3 separate regions of the Sus scrofa genome follow, and all the other regions are linked to region 3. The links are chromatin contacts, called in public HiChIP or PLAC-seq and promoter capture Hi-C maps. All regions are on one chromosome and are shown on one strand. The core of a region is the stretch at or near the end of the contact, and the rest is flanking DNA. Distances in the headings are between cores, read along the strand shown.

What was found. Promoter capture Hi-C pulls out the DNA fragments that hold promoters and counts their contacts. HiChIP or PLAC-seq counts read pairs in DNA pulled down with a chosen protein or histone mark.
Region 1: a contact with region 3 is called in an H3K27ac HiChIP or PLAC-seq map of alveolar macrophages. The contact joins the promoter of TOP3B here to the promoter of LOC100155534 in region 3. A contact is called at or near these places in 2 of 5 promoter capture datasets (fetal liver and fetal skeletal muscle) and 1 of 2 datasets of contacts at active chromatin or transcription factors (alveolar macrophages).
Region 2: a promoter capture Hi-C map of liver shows a contact between it and region 3, with 4 times the contacts expected there. The contact joins the promoter of SNAP29 here to the promoter of LOC100155534 in region 3. A contact is called at or near these places in 3 of 5 promoter capture datasets (fetal liver and liver), 2 of 47 Hi-C or Micro-C datasets (embryonic fibroblasts and heart right ventricle) and 2 of 2 datasets of contacts at active chromatin or transcription factors (alveolar macrophages and skeletal muscle).

The regions. Positions count from the first base shown.
Region 1 is chr14:50,018,469-50,022,988 of Sscrofa11.1, reverse strand. TOP3B (DNA topoisomerase 3-beta-1) reads right to left here and starts at 2,577. Exons shown (of 19, transcript XM_021072739.1): 1 at 2,476-2,577; 2 at 271-384.
Region 2 is chr14:50,490,575-50,495,118 of Sscrofa11.1, reverse strand. SNAP29 (synaptosomal-associated protein 29) reads right to left here and starts at 2,932. Exons shown (of 5, transcript XM_003132993.4): 1 at 2,553-2,932. The coding sequence starts at 2,789. PI4KA (phosphatidylinositol 4-kinase alpha) reads left to right here and starts at 3,136. Exons shown (of 55, transcript XM_001929569.6): 1 at 3,136-3,334. The coding sequence starts at 3,185.
Region 3 is chr14:50,243,503-50,247,765 of Sscrofa11.1, reverse strand. LOC100155534 (verprolin) reads left to right here and starts at 1,458. Exons shown (of 7, transcript XM_013983173.2): 1 at 1,458-1,668. The coding sequence starts at 1,533. It overlaps MIR130B (microRNA 130b), which reads left to right and starts at 2,646; the gene lies at 2,646-2,725.

The DNA.
Region 1 (4,520 bases), core at 1,328-3,827, 230 kb after region 3:
TGCTCTGTGAGGGCTTCCAAGTTTCCCATCCCTTCCAGAGTAGGAGGAAGGATTTATCCTATGATGTCCCCTCAGTTTTTCTCGCAGTAATATCACAAGTGTAGCCAGTAATTGTGGTATAATTGTTCTGCCAGGGTCCTTGGGTGGGGGCCGTGTTGTGCTGCTCCGCAGTGGGAACTGCACAGTCGAGAGTTCAAGTTTGTGGCCCTCACCTGTCTGGCCTCTGAGAGCACCCCGGGGGGAGATGCCTTGCATCCCTGCAGCACTTACCACTCTAAAAGTAAACTCCAGGAGAACAGGGGTGTTACTCCAATGGCAAGGAGTAGATGGTGAGCAAATACTACTGAATGGATGATCGCTGAAGATATAAAAGAGTGATTCTACCTGCAAAATGAATAATGAAAATACTTTATCATGTTTAAAATTTAAAAACTGGGGAGTTCCCGTTGTGGCTCAGCAGGTTAAGACCCTGACATAGTGTCCGTGAGGGTGCAGGTTGGATCCCTGGCCTCACTCAGTGTGTTAAGGATCTGGCATTGCTGCAAGCTGTGGCGTAGGTCACCAGTGAGGCTTAGATCAGGTACAACCATCTTAAAGAGGAGCAAACTAAGACTCAGAGGAAGCAATTTTCCAAAGTTTGGGGCAGAAATGCATGCTGCTCTACTTCTAGCCAGGTACTTTCCCCCCGCCCCCCAACTGCACCAAGCTCTACCTCTTAAAAAGATTTCTGCACTCTCAACAAATGTTCTCTGATAATCTTGAGGCCTCCCTATTTTTCCATGAAGACATATCTCCAATTTCAAAATGGAAGCCAATGAGAACAGAAGCTGAAAACAGTGGTTTGCAAAATTTCATTTATATACCATCTTAACATCTTTGCTTTACTGATATTATTATTAACTTAAGGTTCTGCCTTTAAGAAAAAGCTTGAATATATACAAAAGGGAAATTCTATAGCCTCTTAGGAGCTTAAAGCCTGTAGTCAATAACCAGAACTAGATTCTTTCCAGTAACCTACATGGCCTATCGTGTTTAATTTCATTTTTGTTTTTTCGTCTTTTTAGGGCCACACTTGAGGCATATGTAGGTTCCCAGGCAAGGGCTCAAATCAGAGCAAGAGCTACCGGCCTGTGCCACAGCCACAGCAACAAGGGATCCAAGTTGTGTTTACAACCTACACTGCAGCTCAAAGCAATGCTGGATCCTTAATTCACTGAGCTGAGGTCAGGGATTGAACCCGAGTCCTCATGGATACTAGTTGGGTTTGTTACCACTGAGCCACAACAGGAACTCAAGTTCAATTTTGTTGCCTGCCAAAGCTCTGAGCCTGAAGTTTGTCCTCTATTGCATAAAAGGAGATTAGCGAGTGCTAAGAGGATATTAACAGCAAACACCCCAAATTAAGGCTATAATTAGAGGGCTGAAAATCAAAGGAAGTAGAGGTTAACTTGTTATAACCCTGGCCACTCACAAGACAATGGTATGTGTCTTTTGGAAGCACTGTAGATAAAGTCCTTTACCACCAGTGACTTACACACAGGTGGATCACACAAGTGGATCTAGCCTGGGAATGGAGGCCTAGCAGTGGTCTGTTTATCACTTAGAGCCCTAGGGTTTCCCGCCTTAGTCACTTTATCAAACACCTATGGAGTCAGGAGGACAAACCACCCTTTAAGCTCCTCCTCTGCAGCCATGCTATAGCTGAAAACACAACTGTATTTTATCTTGCCAGCAATGCTACAAGGCCTACGTTGTAATTTTTGAAACTGGGTAGACTGGGAGGTTGAAAACAATTCAGACTAGTGTCAGGTGACCTTTGTCAGGGCTCTAGGGACCCCAGAACTCGCTGGCCACCGAGCCCAGGCTGGGCTGAATTTTCATGACCTGTTCTTTTTTTTTGTCTTTTTTGGGCCAACCCGTGGCATATGGAGGTTCCCAGACTAGGGGTCTAATCGGAGCTGTAGCCACAGGCCTAGGCCACAGTCACAGCAACGCGGAATCCTTAACCCACTGAGTGAGGCCAGGGATTGAACCCTCATCCTCATGGTTCCTAGTCGGATTCGCTAACCACTGCGCCACGACGGGAACTCCATGACCTGTTCTAAGGCTGAGGGACAAAAGAGGTAAAATGAGGCCTTTGTGAGAAAGTACTGCCTGGATTCCAGCGAATTTGTTCACAAAAGTGCTCTCCCTCCCTCCTTCCTTCTTCTGCACCAACCACTCCCCGTGGAGAAACACGCCCCGGCTCCCTCCAGACCGAGCTGGGCCGGGGGCAGCAGCGGAGCCTGGACCGCGAACCCCGAGTCTGTCGCCCGCGGCGCGGCCCCACCGACGGCTCGGTCCACAGAGGCTTCAGGGGCAGCGCCAGCTCCCTCTGGGCGCTCCCAGCCCCGCCCAGCGGGAGGAGGCGCCGAGAACCGGAGCCCGGCCTGGACCCGCTCCCGAGCCGCCCGCCACCCGCCGTCCGCCGCTCACCGCGTCGCGGATCCCGCTCCGCCTCTCCCTCCCCGCGGCCTTCGGCGACCTGCTTCCGGGTCCGGCCGCGGACGTCGTCCCCCACGTGCCCTCCGGCGCCGCACGCCGGTGTCTGCGGGTTCCGAGGCGCAAGCGTTCCGGGGCACATCCTCCAGTCGGCTCTAGCCTAGCATTCCGGGTCCGCAGGGGTTCCCAAACCCCGCCCTGGTTTCGCCCTGCTGCGGTCCGCAAGGGGTTCCCAAACCCTCCGCCCCATTCTTCCTGGCCGCGGGGAGGCAATAATGACAATTATCTACAAAGATGAAAACTGGATAAGCGTGAAAACATATATGTTGTTCATAATTAAAAACTAAAAACTACAGATGTGTGTATAGCAGGCTTCTTTCAATGCTATAAACATCTGTGGAATGAATGAATGATCTATGTAAAACATATCTGGAAAACGAATTGGAATATAATCGTCTCTTTCGTGTTAGAACTATAAGATTATGGAAGATTTAAAGTAATTTTTATGGCTTTATTTTTACATATTTTACATAATAGAGTGCACACACTTCCTTTGCTCCCCTAGACATCTCCCCCAATTTGCCTTTATTGAAACCAGCCCTGACAGATGCCCTGGAAAAAGGAAAGTTCTATGGCCAAATTAAGATTGGGAAATGCCCAAAATTCTGTCACCATGAGATCTCACTCTCAAAACAGAACTGCTGATTGCAAACCCCCTCCTTGGCAGGTTCTCCATCTCCAAAATGGCAATCCCATCCTCCTGGTGGCTCAAGCTGCAGGCATTCCGGATTCCTCTTTCTCACACTCCTTATCCATCACCGTCTTCAAAATATACTTGAGATCCAATCCAGCCTCCTTGCCTTGGCTGCCACCATCCTGAGCCATCTCCCTCCTGGCCCCCACATCACTGCCTTGTAGTCTGTCTCCATGCAGCCCCCACTGAAGGTGGCCAGTGCTAAGGTCGAGTCCCGGGTGTCATTAGCTGCCAGAGAGGCAAAACCAGAGCTCCTCTGTCACTTAATCCAGCTCAGGGGTTCATTCTGCAGAGCAAGAGGAGGGACCTGAGGGCTGGACAAGAGGAGGGGCTCTGAGTGGTCGGCTCCAGAAACGCAGGGGTCTCCATCAAGCTGAGAAAGTGCAGTTGGCCTGTACACTCTGCAGCTGAGTCCTCCCCACTTGCCTCCTGGGGAGCAGCGGTCTGGCCACCCTGGGGCCCCTTACATGGACAAATGAGTCAGGTTGAGAAAAGTCCTTAGGCCCCCCTCACTGAGGTGCTGGGGTGGTGGGTGTGATGGCTGAGCTCCTGGGTCTCCTTTCTTTCTGGTTGGACACAGGCTGGGCCTTGGTTTTCCTGATACTGTTAATAGTTAACATCACCCTGTGCTTACTTTGTGCTGGGCCCTTCTCTGTTTTTTTTTTTTTTTTTTTCTTTTCTTTTCTTTTTTTTGTCTTTCTAGGGCTGCACCTGTGACATATGGAGTTTCCCAGGGTAGGGGTCAAATTGGAGTTATAGATGCCAGCCACAGCCACAGCCATAGCAACGCTGTGTCTGAAATCTACACCACAGCTCACAGCAATGCCGGATCCTTAAGCCATTGAGCGAGACCAGGGATCGAACCCACGTCCTCATGGATACTAGTCAGATTTGTTTCCACTGAGCCATGATGGGAACTCCTGGGCCCTTCTCTATTTTCAAGGCATTTGATTCTCATTACAACTCTAGAGACTAGATAATATCATTATCTTGATATCACATATACGGAAACAGGTCACACAGGTGTAAATGGCAGAGCTGGATTCAAAACTAGGCAGCAGGGTCCCAGAGGTCAGGTCAGCTGCTGGCCACAGGGTTTCTCTCTGCTTTCTCCTTCTTGTCATTTCTTCAGGCTCCAGGCCTAGTCTGTGATGACCCAACCGGCCTCGGTGTCTGGGGTCTAGGATACATGGCCAGCACATCCTGCACAGGAAACAGCAGCCACCTTGGGAACATGTCCCAAACTGGTACCAGCCGAGTCCCCAAAGTTCTGTGTTCAAGAACA
Region 2 (4,544 bases), core at 1,683-4,182, 250 kb before region 3:
TGTTCCCAGGCTAGGGGTCAAATTGGAGCTGTAGATGCCGGCCACAGTCACAGTCAATGAAGGATCCAAGCCACGTCTGCAGCCTACATCACAGCTCACGGCAATGCCGAATCCTTAACCCACTGAGCAAGGCCAGGGATCGAACCTGCGTCCTCATGGATGTTAGTCAGATTCGTTAACCACTGAGCCACGACGGGAACTCCCCGAGTTATTTGTAAAGTCTCCTGACCCTCTATAAAATGTGTCCTAGAGTTCCTGCTGTGGTACAGTAGGTTAGGTTAAGAATTTGGCTAGTCTCTGAAGTGATGTGAGTTTGATCATTGGCCTGGCCAAGCAGGTTAAGGATCCAGTGTTGCTGAAGCTGTGGCTTAAGTTGCAGCTGCAGTTCAGATTCAGTCCCTGGCCTGGGAACTTCCATATGCCTCATGTGTCTGAAAAAGAAAAAAAGAAAAAAAAAAAAAGTCCCTTTTTTTTGGGTCTTTTTGCCTTTTCTAGGGCCGCTCCCAAGGCATATGGAGGTTCCCAGGCTAGCAGTCCAATCAGAGCTGCAGCCACTGGCCTATGCCAAAACCACAACAATGTGGGATCCGAGCTGCATCTGTGACCTACACCACACAGCTCACGGCAATGCTGAATCCTTAACCCACTGAGCAAGGCCAGGGATCGAACCCGCAACCTTATGGTTCCTGGTTGGATTCGTTAACCACTGAGCCACGATGGGAACTCAGAAAACTGTCCTGTTTTGGCACTGCATCAGGGCTGGGTGTCTGGCAAGCAATGACTAAGTTGAGAGGTTAGTTTAGCAGATGACTTGGGTCTGCTGAGACAGAGCTCACCTGCACCCTCCGTGGGGGTTTGGGGGGAATGAAAGAGTGATGAGAGAGATTCAAAGTCAATTTGGAGAGTGGTGGGGGAGAGGGGTGCTGACCATTCCTGCCTCCCAGGGCCTCTGATAATTGAGAACTGATTCAAACCAGGAAAAATTCAATGTGTAATCACATTGATGACAAAGCCTGTCACCAGCCCAGTCATGATCATGCTGTACTTCTCAGAGCAACACCTGGCTTGGCCACACCAAGCCTCACAGCCTGAGGTGCCACTCTGCCTTTGTTCTCACTGGTCCCCATTGCTAGGAGAAAGCCAACTTTGGGAGGCAGCAGGGGGCTTGTTACCACAATCAGTATGAAACAAGTCCATCCTGTTTTTGGTGCTCTTGACCTTCCCTCTGCCCACACCAGGTCCTAAGTTTCTCCTCCAGGCCCTTGCCCTGGAAGGCTTCCAGGCCATCACGTCCCTGCTCAGGAGCCCAGGAGCTGCAGTGTTTGGCCAGTGCCTTTGCATGGATCCTCTTTTCCCTGGGAACACCCTCTCCCTCCTCTTCCTCCTCCTATCTACACCTTAGCCTTAATAGCCAAATTCCAGTGTAACCTCTGCCACCATCTTCTACTGTATATCATTTTGATTTCCTACTTCATTTGTTTTCAGTTGCCAAATATGTCTTTTCAAGCAGTTCTTAGTTGGCTTCCTTGAGCTGGGGATCCTTAAGTGACCCACTCCTCTCAGGGCCCTAAGGCCTCAGGCATTCCTCCCAAATCTAAGTCGATACCTTCCACTGAGACTCGAATATAGGAACCAGTAGACATACGCTAAACTTCCTTGATGAGGCTGAAGACAGGCAGGTATGACAATGAGGGAGCCAGTAACTGGGAGAAGTGGGGAAGGGAAATAAGCCAAGCAAGTGGCTATGGGAGAATGATGCGATATACCTCAAAACTGTAAGTAACCAGGTCAGTAACTTTGCAGAGAAAAGAGTTAATGAAAAGACCCATGGGGTGAGACAAAGCTTTAGCTTCCAGAGCTACAAGTGCTTAAGATGAATCATTCCTAGCTGATATTGCTGTAACATGCTATTAAATTTTTAAAAACTTTAAAAAGGTCCAACTCTGAAATCGTCTATGAATGGAAAGAGGAACTGACAAAGATGAAACGGAGCAACAGATCATCACAGACCACACAGTGTCAGTCTCAGACACCTTCGTTTGTATTGGGAAGGGAAGGGAAGGGCTCCCCACTCTACTGGGCTCTGGCTCACTCAGCAGTCGTCCAGGCGGAGAACTCAACACACCTCAAGGCGAGGTGGAAAAGCCATCAGTTTCGGGGAAGAACTCAAGGCCCATTTCCTCGGATGCTTTCAGACACTAGCAGTCACAGTCCTTGCTAGGTCACTCTGGCAGGATTCAGCCTGGATGCTGCCCAGGAAATCGTGTAAGAGAAACACATTCTCCACTTCCCTAATCGGGTCTGCTATTCAGAACCTTTACTCGCCTAGATAGGCCAGGGCATGGAGATTGCCTGTGTACTAGAAGTAGAAAAAAAAGAAACTAGGCGACTAAGAGTTCAGCGAGGTTGCCGGAAGCAAACCGCCCCTTTCGAGTACTTTAGACTTTTCTTTACCGGGCTGACAGATCGTACCAACCTTCCAGCCGCTAAAGCGCTAGGACCCTTCCCAGCCCACTGGGCGACCCCAATAACACAGGGGACCGCGGACTCACCTCAGAAGAGGCGACTCCTATCCTCTCGGACTCGTACATGAGGGACAGGGACCTTCCCGTGCTGGCGACCGTGGCCTCGGCCCGGCGCAGCACCTCCTGCCGCAGGGCCTGCTGCCGGTCAGCGGGCGACTCGGGCCCGTCCGTGAGGTTGCGGGCATCAGTCCACGGCGCTGGCCGGGCGCCCTCGTCCTCCGCGTCATCATCGAACGGGTTATAGCTTCTGGGGTAGGCCGACATGGCGGCGGTGCTTGGCCCGCGGTGGGCCGGAGGAAGGGGGCGCGGCCGAGGTGAGGGGGGGCACTGGGGGCCGCGGGCTAGCCAAGGCCCCAGAGAAGCGTCGGTTCGCTTGCTGCCAGCACAGCGCGAGTTCTTTCCGCCTGCAGTGCGTAGAGGCCCCGCCTCCGGAGTCGACCATCGGGTCCCGCCACGGGGGGAAACCACGCCTCGCGCGCGGCACAGCGGCCGCCCTGCCCCCAACCCCCGCGGGCAGTGGAGCAGCCCGCGGCCACGCCCCACCGGTGTCAGCGAGGTCACGTGGTGGGGCGGCCGGATGAGGCCGCACCTGCGCTGTGGGCTCTGGCGCTCGCGGGCCGGTTGCGGAAAGCCGGCGGGTGGCGCCGCGGTGCGCGACGATGGCGGCGGCCGCGGCCCGGGGAAGCGGCGGCGGCGGCGCCGGCCCCGGCTCAGCCTCCGGCGCCGGCGCGTCGCGGGGCTTCTATTTCAACACAGTCCTGTCGCTGGCCCGCTCCTTGGCGGTGCAGAGGCCGGCTTCCTTGGAGAAGGTAGTTTGGCGGCCCAGTGCGGGCTGACAGGAGGAGGGGGCCGGGGCGCTGGAGGCGCGGCTGGGGTCTGCAGAGGCCGAGGTGGGCCTCGGCTGCCGGGGGCGCGAGGAGCTCGTGAAGGAGGCCGGTGCGGCAGGGGGCCGGCGGGCGTGTGGCGGGCGGGTGGTTGTGAGCTCCCGGCGGGCTAGGCCGGGGCCGCCTAGTGACACCGCTAGGCGGAGGCGGCGGGGGCCGTGGTCGAACCTGGGGTGGCCCCCGCTCGCCCTGCCTTTTTTTGGTGACTTTGGGCGCTGCCTTCCTCGGGGAAGGGGTGCTTGTAAGCGCTTTGTCCTTGGAGGTGAAGGGCGGTGGGGTAGTGTCGGGGAGCGCTTTCTGAAACGCAGGTCTGCTGCGCACTGTTTTCTTGCGAGATTAGAGGGGTCTTCAGACCGGGGAAGCGGGTGTTTGAAGAAAAAAGAACTCACCCCGGAGCGTTCCTTATCTTGGAGAGGGGGAGAGGCAGCCCCACGGATGCCTGGGATGGGGGGAAACAGCTTTTAGTTTGAGAAGGTACCTGCACTGTCGCTGTATGTCGTCTTGAACAAGTTACTTCAACCCTCGGAGCCTCTGTTTCCTTATCTGTGAAATGAAGTCGTTCTTGAGTTCTAGCATAACATGCCTGACAAAGAGTTGGACAGTAAAGGGCAGCTCCCCCATGCCACGTGTGTGTGATGAGACTCGATGCAATGTGTTAGCATTGAAGGGATGGGATGATTCTGCACAGCCTCCTGGCACATGGAAAGATTGTTGTCTGACAGTTGGGAGTGGCTCTGGTGCCCGGTGAAATCGTTTTAGGCACTTTAGCAGGCTGACCTAGGCCTTCCTTGGCTTTGTAGGTTCTCAAACTTGGAGGGTGAGCAGGGCCTGGAGACTGATGCCTACCTGACTTCTAATCAGAGGGCAAGTGCAATGGAAGGGAAAGAATACTGGTTGTAGAGATAGGATCACCTGAGTTTAAACCCTGTTTTTTGTTTTGTTTTGTTTTTGCTTTTTAGGGCCGCTTGTGCAGCATATGTAGGTTCCCAGGCTAGGGGTGGAATCAGAGCTGTAGCTGTTGGCCTATACCACAGCCACAGCAACGTAGGATCCAAGCTGTGTCTGTGACCTCCACCACAGGTCATGGCAATGGCGGATCCTTAACCCACTGAGTGAGGCCAGGGATGGAACCTGT
Region 3 (4,263 bases), core at 209-2,708:
GGAATAGGGCTTAGAGGAGCAGGAAGGCAGCCGATGAAGCCTTATTCACACTGGGGAGCTCTAGGACCCCATGGAGAACATACATTAGAGTTCTCTCCACCAAAGGCTAGAAAGTGGGGCACTCATCCAACCAACATATCTTCTCTCATTGTCTGAGGGCTGCTGGGGGTGGGGTGGGGCAGGGATTTACTCTGCAGCACTTCCCAATTGCCCAGTAGTCCTCAGCCAGAGAAGCATCCTTTCTGTAGAGGTGAGTGTCAAGGGAATGGAGGCGGGGCACCAGCAATGTGGACCACATTGCACTCCTCTGGCCCCTCTGGGCTGTAAGAGCCTGCTTCTGCTTCTGTCACCTCACTTTCCAATTACCACACACAGAAAAGTGAGAAGTATTAATTAAGAGCAGAATCCAACAGTGCACAGCATGTAGGAATCCTTGGGAAATCAAGGCTGAAGCTGTGGGAGCAGGTGAGATGGCTGCATGCAGAATGCAGGGCAAGACCAAGAATCAAAACTGCATCAGCAGCAGCCGTGGTGCTCTCATTTATTGAAAACTAAGTGCCAGGCCCTAGGTCAATGATTTGCACAGCATCTTATTTGCTCCTGGCAACACCTGTAAGAAGCACAGTTCAATTCTCTTCTTAATTCTGCAGACGAGGCAACCAAGATTGCTGAAGACTCAAACCCAGCTGCACCTTCCTGCGTAGCATTTACTCTCAGGCTTTGGACGGAGAATAAAAGAGGAAAGGGCCCAGATGCATGGTAGCCAAATCACCCCCCACCCCACCCCCAACACACACTGCAGCTCTGTGAGGGCCAGGAGAGCTGGTGTACATCATTCCGGGTCGTCAGGCTCCGTAAGAACTTAATGGAATGGTTATCCACAATCACGCAGGTACCCAAGCGAAGCCCCCTTCCCTGTGCCTCCCATCGTTCCACAAGGCTCCTGGGGCTCCAAGACCAGGTCCTGAAGCCCAGGCCTATTCAGCGGCTTCAAGCAAATCTCATTTGTGTCAAGTCCCGCGATGCCGTGGGGAGGGGGCTACCCCAGTCAGAGAGCCCACCGCAGGCGAACGTGCCCTTCCGGGAGGCCCAGGGAAAGATTTCAGTTAGCAAAACGAGGTAGCCAGCGGCCCAGAGGAGACGGGGTGGACTGCGGGTCTCAGCATTTTCCTCGGGTCGCAGCCACCTCCCCAGGGGGCTTGGTCGCGAGGTCTGCGCCCCCACCGGGCTTCCAAGCTCTCTTGCCGGCGCAGCCAAAAAACTCGCGGAGCCTGGAGCTGCGAAAAGGCGGGCAAAGTTCCTTTTGATAAGTTATGAATGGGGAGAAAGTGTTTGTAGAACTCATTGTTAAAACCGCGGAGCCGCAGCCTCGGCCCGCGCCCGGCCAATCCGGGCCCGCAGGCTATTTTGAAATCGCTCTGGCCTCAGCCAATGGGCGTGCGGGAGGCTAGGCCCCCGCAGGCGCTGGCCAATCAGCGCGGCGCTATGCTAAGAAGCCGGGGGCTGGGCCGCCGCCTGTCAGCGGGTTAAAGATGGAGCCGGCGGCGAGAGGGCGCCACGAGGTGCGGGGTGGTCCTGGGGGTCACCGCGGGCAGACTGCCATCCAAACCTTTCCCGGTAACCTCCCGAGTCCTGTCCCGCCCCGGGGCGTAAGGGGCATCCCGCCGTGTGAGTAGCCGGGGCCAAGGTGGGAGCGCGGGCAGGGCGGCCCTACCCGGTGGAGTGTGTGGAGGGGCGCAGCCAGGACTCCGGGCGTCCCCTCCGGGCAGGGAACCCCAGAGAGGCGGGAAACACCCCCCGTGCTTCTTCTTCGCTCTGGGTCGCCGGGCAGGGAATCTACTGGACAGAACGCGGAGCTCAAGTTGGGGACCAGGAACCAGGGGCCAGGGATGGGGCCTGAGCCGGCAGGGGCACGTCGACCCGGAGTGGGGCCAGCTTTCTTCTTCCAGAGACGCGGAACGGGGTAGGGAGCATGGTCGTCGGGCAGTATCCACCCTCGCCCTGGGCGTGAGTGGGCTAAGGACAACCTTGCCGCGCCGGCCCCTCTCCTTTGTGTGTGCGCCCTTTCCCCCCGTCGGCTCGAGCTCCGGGATTGGAGCTGCCTCTTGGTCTGGGGTCGCTCCTCCATGGCAATCTGGAGGTGCTGGGGAAGGTCTGGCTGCCTTGGGGTTCTGAGGACCTCGAGGAAGGCAGCCCCACTGAAAATCTGTCCCCTCTCTGCCCTGATTCTAGGAATGGGCCCCTAGCCCCACCCACCCTCAGTGGAGCTTGCCGCTCCGACTGTCTTGGGATCGGTTGGGGTCCCCCCTGCTGGCCGCAGGTGCTCTGACGAGGTTGCACTACTGTGCTTTGAGGAGCAGTGCAATGATATTGTCAAAGCATCTGGGACCAGCCTTGGGGACCCCCTCCCCCACACTTCCACTTCCCCTGCCCAGGCCAAGCCCCTGGACCCACAGGCCCTCCCTTCCCCCCTGCCCAGTTCGCTCACTTCTCCATGGAAACTTGAGATCCTGGCCAGGCCTGGGCCTCTGGGGTCAGAGGGCACACTTCTCCCCAGGCAGAGGCCCCGCCCCAGTGGGCCTGCATTCCAAGTCTCAGATCCCCACTCACCACCAACCCTGGACCACCAGGAGAGGCTCTGGCAGGCCTGCCTGACACTCTTTCCCTGTTGCACTACTGTGGGCCACTGGGAAGCAGTGCAATGATGAAAGGGCATCAGTCAGGCCCAGCCTGCCGTCCACAGTGCCTGGGGGGAGGGGGGTCTTGCTGCCTCATTCTGCTTCCTAGCAATTAGGTGCAGGTGCGGAGCAGGGCTGGACCCTCCATCAGAACGTCAGGTGAGGGCAGAGCTGGAAACTCATCCCCTAAGCTCTCTGTCTGGGTCCTGGCTGGACAGGGCAGGGGCAGAGACCCCAGAGTCAGAAAAGCTATGGTTTGAAGATGATCTTTGCAACCAGCACTCAGGTAAGCCTGGGGGCTCCAGGTTTGGTCAGGACCCAGTGGAGAAAGGCCCATTGCTTTGCACAGAGGGTCTAACTGGACCTGGCTTAGACCCTTAACCACGTGGAGGTGCCCTAAGACCAGCCCTCTTTGAAGGCCTAGGGAGGGCCAGGCCTAGAGAGGATGTTCTGGGTTCACAGCAGGATAAGCACAGTCTGGGGTGGACAGTGGACTTGGGATACAAAACCTGCAGCTCGTGCCCTCTGACCTAGCCCACCTGTTCTCTCCTGGGGACAAATGCTGCCCTGAGCCTGCAGGAGAGACTGTGGGGTGCCTGTCACGCCCACCCTCACAGCTGGCACTAGGGCTTGAACTGCCAAGGAGCCTGGCCCCATCATCAGGACGAGAGATTTTTGTGTGCTCAGTGACAGTCATTCAAACCTGTTGCTTTGCAAGGGAGCCCAGGTCCCTGCATGGGCATTTGGGAGTACACCTTATTGGTGGCTAAGCACCCGTGGACACTGGCTTCACCCCCACCCTGGAGGCAGAAGCCCTGGCATCCCTGGAGGATGAGGGACAATGCCACATGCTCCTGACCCCTTGGGTTCCTCCCTCCCAGGGTCACCTGACTCAGACCCATCCTCCCTCCCTCTTGGTTTCAGGCATTATGGCTGGAGGTGATCCTGTACCCACTGGCCAAAGACCCCATGCAGCTGTCTCCTGCCCTTACTGGGAGGGGCTTGTGAACGCAGGGCTCTGCTCAAATGTCCCCTCCTAGGAAAAGCCTTCCTTTGGCTCCAAAGCATCAATGTTCCTCCACCAGAACCTGTTAGATCACACTTTTCTCTCTGTGGCTGACACTCTCTTTACACGGGAAGGCCCTGAGGGCAGAGACCATGTAGTTTTTTTTTTCCTCTTTTGGCAGTGCCTTGCACTGTACTCTTTAAAAAATACAAATAAACATATAAAGTGTGAACTATTATAAGCATAACATGACATGATGGGGTGTTAATCAGGGGTCTGCCTGATCTCTTAGAGGAGGCTTGTCCTGTTTTTAAAGGCACATACTATATATTTCAAAGTCAAGTCTGATTTTGTGAGTCACACGGGGGCAGGCAGCAGAATGAAGATTTGAGCCCAGGTGTATCTGAGTCTGTCTACACCCAAGATGCAAAGGCCAGACCTTCCTCCTTGGTGGATCCACCTTGCTCTCTGACCTCAGTGCAGGAGGAAGTGAATGCCACCTCCTGTGCTGGGGGAAGCTGGGGCTAGAGGGCTGGTGATGGCCCTCTGAGGTATGGATCTCAGGGCTGGTGAAGGGGG